Linked DNA regions of Danio rerio: region 1 is linked to region 2. The links are chromatin contacts, called in public HiCAR-type maps. All regions are on one chromosome and are shown on one strand. The core of a region is the stretch at or near the end of the contact, and the rest is flanking DNA. Distances in the headings are between cores, read along the strand shown. Region 1 holds the start of si:dkey-220k22.3. Region 2 holds the start of si:dkey-220k22.1.

Region 1 (2,700 bases), core at 174-2,673, 130 kb before region 2:
TGTCAGATCAAAAAGAGGTATAAGAAAATAATGCTGAATTAAGCAACACGAATGACTAAAAGTGCAACTGCCAGCTGTACAGGAACGTGCCCTAAAGCACCCACAAAATGCATTTACACAAACACACACAGACTCCCGCAAACACTTGCGCACCACAGGAAAAACGAGAGCACAGCTGGCTGATTTACAGACAACAGGTTTGGTCAAAACTCTACGGTCGATAGGATAATGGTGAACTACAGCAAATGGAGATTCAAACAAGTAAGTGCTTTCAGAACTGTTCTGTCGTATCTGTTTTTTATTTTAAAGTTAGCGCGGCGCATTCGGAAGCCAGTTTTGGGTTACACTTTTCACTGATTTGTGAAACAACTCTCAAACAAAATAATAAATGATTTCTCAGATTTAATCTAAACAAATAGTTCAAGATCTTCGTGCGAGATTACTGATGTCAAATAATAACCTGTGGGAGTTTGTCGGTTTACTAATTAATATCATGTGTCCGCTAAAACACTAGTCGCATTCGCCTGAGAAGGATACAAAACTTGTAGGATATCTGTATTACAGATGTAAATATTACAAATGACTACAAAACCTTTAAGTCTTATTGATGAACTTGAACATTTTGTAATTTCGTAAAAAATACACAATTTCATTAGTAGCTACCTTGTGGAAATAAAATAAATACAATTCAAGAACAAGGATACATTACACTAATATAAGTAGACTAAATATGAGTTAATAAGGAGTTAATAATAATATAAACTTACCATTTATGGCGCATATCTTGCAACCAGGCACCTGTTAAAATCACGGTAAGAAATGTCATGTATATTTTAACAGTAGAATGAACAGAAACAGAGAAACTATGTGAACATGCTTAGCATGATTGTTTCCATTCGTCATTTTAGACAAACGCGCCCTCTGCAACTCAATCCATGAATTAACTAAGTTAGCTACCATCCGCATTAAATGCTGGACAAACAACTTTAGCTGGAAAACTATAAGCAAGTTTATCAGCACATGAAACAGATGAGATGACACGTTTTTCCCCTTTTTCATTAAAAAAACAGACCGCAAACTTACTTGAATGGTAAACTATCAAACGTTATTCATACTCAGTCATTCTTTAAACTCTCCCACTGAACCACGAACACAAGATAATTCTATGCTCCAAAATAGCTGTAGAAACTTAAGTGTAATAGATCCCATTATATTTACCTTCGGTAAGAAGATGTAGGTCAAACACGATGCGATTAAAACAAGGAGCAGAGCTATCGATGTGCAGAGAATGTGCGCTCTTGCTGCGCGCGTTGTATCCATGCCTGCTACTCCAGATGCTCAAATAGCTCCAGTCTTACACTAAAAAAGCCTCTTGTACCGGATGAAGTTGACGAGTGTAATGAGACACGACTCTCCCACGCATTGAACGGTGAGCTATTAACTCCACATCACCTGTGGGTGACACGAGGGTGGAGGATGTGTTCATGGTGACGGCAAACATTTTACACGAACAAATTTAATGTAGTTTCGTTGACTGAGACATTGAGACGATGCTATGAAAGTAAATTGACATGTTGAAACTTTCACTCATGTTAGTTCGGAAATTAAACAACCATTAAGAGACACAAGAACTGTTCTGGTATGTCTTAAAGGCAAAGTTCAACCTGAAAAATTGAATCCATTATTTATTCCAAACCTCTAAAGAACTCTAAAGGAGATTCACTCTAATCGAGATGTCAAGGCTGAGTAATCACCATTAACGTAGTTTACTCATGAAACATAGTATTGTGTGAGACCCAAAGTCATTGGTATCTTCTCACAATCATCTAGCAATTTCAATCTATCAATGTCTAGTTTGTGAATGAATATTTAGTTTCATTCAAATCTTTTAGTGATTTTCTCTCATTTAGTTTTATAGGTGGAAAGAGAACTGAGAGAAGTTACTTAAAGAAATAGTAATAGTGCAAGAAACTGAATATTATTTAAATCATTGACTGGAAAACCTAACACATGTCCACTTTTTAGTTGACAGCATACAACAATTTAGATTTTAAGTGATTTAAAAAAATGCTTTTTTTGAACAGTCCACAATTAAGACCACAGTTCAAATAAATACTGAGAGTACCATTTTGATGTAACTCTAAATCATTTGTATGTATTTTGCATAATATTAATATAGGAGATGTTTGAGTGCCTTATGTTTACGTGTTTTTTACATTATTATTATCATTATTGTGCTATTACTATTAATTCAGAGCCTTTGAATTAAACATTACCAACTAGTTCACAAGTGAATTGAAGCTTTATTTTTACAACATCAGCTCTTTTTACAGCATCAGCTCTTATGTCATTATGCAACAGGATGTTCATGGTTAATTTTTTTTAAATCTCAGAGTTTCTAAATCTGCTGAAGTTATGAAGTTGTTTTTTTGAATATTTTTAATTAAAATGGGATGTGAGCATTAGTGCGCAAAACCTTTTTATGTAATGTGCTTTTTATTTAAACCGAAAGCTTTAAAACACACTGTAAAATATTCTTGGTTCCACACAATTGATTTGTGTTGAGACAACATGGAAAAAAAGTTAACTTGTTAGTTTTTTACAAATTGAAGTGAATTCAACATAAAACAATTAAGTTGTCCCACCCAAAAATTAAGAATTTTGTTGTTTCAGTTCATTTTAAATCACTATTAATAAACA
Region 2 (2,735 bases), core at 140-2,639:
ATCAGACAGACAGATGCGCCACTCTATTACAAAGATAAAGTAGACATAAAGGTAACTGATACTACACTAGATCTAACCTTAAAGAAAATTAATCATTCTTATTTGCCAAGCCGCCTTGGCATCACGTAACTCGAGATAAACGAGTAAGGGGTTTAAGATTTATGATTGTTTTCCTCTTTTGGCAGCCAGATGGTAATTAATCACATTAAAGCAATTAAGAAGGTTGTCTCTGCGCAAATGGCCTGATCTCAAATGTCCTTTAGATTCACAGCAGATTCACATTCAACGAGGTTTGTGAGAAGGATTAGATAATAAAATGGCTGAATTACCAGCACTATCACAAGACCTACAAAGAGAAGTGAGACAAAGGAGTGTCTCAGAACAAAGACAGTTCTAGTTTGTTTTAAAACTGATTTTCTGGAGGAAGTGCACTATTATGTATATGTTTTCACTCCACTGCACCCTGTGACCTATGAAGACGCAGAAACAGCGTGAAAGTCTGCATGTTGTTATGAAGGTAAAATGATGAATAAAGTGCATGAGAAATGCTTGTGCAGGTGCAAACCTCTTACAACCCCAGAAAATTTGTTTTGCAGAGGCTGGGAAAGAAATTCAAGGACACACACACTAAACAGCCTCCTTTTAGGCTGTCCAATTGGAATGAACAATTTGGAAAACATGCATTTTAACTTGCAGGCTCATCCCCACCTCATAACATTGAAGAGAATGTGAAATGAGCATACCTTTCTCAGTGGTCACAACAGGAGGATTTGAGGTGCTTTTCACTGTCCGTGTACTGTTTGAAGTATCCAGTGCAGGTGGTGTTGTGTTTTTTGTGTCATTTATTGGTGAGGAAGAAGTGGGCTTTGCTGTAGTGTTGAGTGTTGTGGATAATGTGGAGTTTTCTTTGACTTTACTGCCTTCGGAGGTCGGGTTCATTGTTTTGGTCATTAGCTCAGCCGTGGTTATGGGGGTGGTGGTGGTTGTGGTGGTGGTGGTCAGCCAGTCAGACTGTACTTGGTTAGTGTTTCTAGTAGTCCTGAAGTCCCTGTTCGAAATGGTCATTGCAGGGGTAAAAGGTGAAAACCTGGAGTCCCTGTCGTCCTCCTGTAAGTGGTTTGGGATGGTGGTCGCCTCCAGCGTCTCATCCAGCACGGCACGCGGGAGTCTCCTCTCATCGCTCGCGGACAAACCAGCTGTGTATCCAAACAACAGTAACTCCCAAACTGAGAACAGTAACATAGTGTAACGCATACACGTCATCTTGCTCTTTAACTCCCCATGTGAAGCGTTTCAGTTGTATCCTTTAGTACTAGACAGATGTTTTTCCCACTACCGAATGCGTGTTTGAAGCCAATTGTTTCCACTTGTCCACTCGCGCGGTGAACTGCACGGCTTCACTCCAACGGGACTGACAGCTGTAAACCCCGCCTACTACAGTCACGCCCCCGTCCAATCAGAGCCCGGGCTTCATGAAGAGTGACATCAAACTGAACCAATCATACACGCCAGAGGAGGAGTCTCACAACTGACAACTCAATGAGCAAGTGACAAAAGAAAGAAGAAAAGCGCTAAAACAGCATTAAATGGGTCTGCGCGATACTACAGAGATAAGGGAGGCCAGCACCGAGGATGAACAATCTCAAAGAAAGCTGCCGGAAACTGGAGCAAATAAATGTATGTAATGTAGCTCTAACAAGTCTATCGTATTGTTGAATGTAAAGTATACGGTTTCATACAATTTAGCCATGGCACACAGAAAATCAAATGCACAATTAACCCCTAATAAATTAAAATAGAAAATACTAGTAAAATACTATTTTACCATTTAATTGACCCACCAACATTGCATGGATTGCATTTCTTAACTCCTTATGTCGCTAGTTAAAACATTTAATGCATCTTCTTTCAACACATGCCATAATTTCTAAAATATCAACCTGTACCAAGTGGTTGATATGTCAGTTTATGGTAAAAGTACCGGACTTATGAAAAATCTGAAAATAAGAACATTTATTTAAAAATATATTCAGAATAAAACATTTTTGAACACTAAATCACCTTTATTTTTATGAAGTATGCAATAAAATATTTCAGATTTTCATTAAACATGCTATCTTGTTTTTTTTACCTTAATAAAACCAAAATAAACAAGATTACCCCAGTTGCGTAAAGCGCATTGAGTGTCTAAAGCGCTATATTAATGTAAGGAATTATTATTATTATTATTATTATTAAAATCATGTGTAGTAGTGCCACAGGATTATGTTTGCTTTATTTTAGTTTTTGTAAAACAACAATGCGTGAAAACCATTATTTAAAAAGTCATTCTTTAAATTACTTTAACAGTCATTATTTAGAGCAGTCAAAACATGGTCAATCATTTGGTAGAGCAGGCAGTTAAAGAAATAAGATGCAGGTTTTATTCTACGTGTATGAAATCACAGATTTCTTTAGCTGAGGTAATCACCACAGTATGAAGAAATACTTTGGCAATGGTAAAGTATTGTTAATGGCTTACTTTAATGAATGGGCTAATTTAACAGTGAAGCACCTCTGGGCCAAGAGTGGCAACTGGCCTGAAGTGCAGGATAAAAACACGTGGTGTTTGGAGTAATAGCGAGCTCTAGCGGTGACGAACCATAAAGAGCAGGTTTATTGCTGTGCTGATCTCAAAGAAAAAATATTTTTACAAAGCATTTAGAAATATTTTAAAATAATAAAGCAAGATGACC

Evidence for each region. HiCAR-type assays count read pairs that join an accessible place to other places.
Region 1: a contact with region 2 is called in a HiCAR-type map of caudal fin, with 4 times the contacts expected there. The contact joins the promoter of si:dkey-220k22.3 here to the promoter of si:dkey-220k22.1 in region 2. A contact is called at or near these places in 1 of 18 Hi-C or Micro-C datasets (caudal fin) and 1 of 4 datasets of contacts at active chromatin or transcription factors (caudal fin).

Annotation. Positions count from the first base shown.
Region 1 is chr5:32,221,020-32,223,719 of GRCz12tu, reverse strand. It overlaps si:dkey-220k22.3, which reads right to left and starts at 1,423. Exons shown (of 4, transcript NM_001326603.1): 1 at 1,219-1,423; 2 at 768-798. The coding sequence starts at 1,320.
Region 2 is chr5:32,095,771-32,098,505 of GRCz12tu, reverse strand. si:dkey-220k22.1 reads right to left here and starts at 1,389. Exons shown (of 6, transcript XR_012406912.1): 1 at 744-1,389.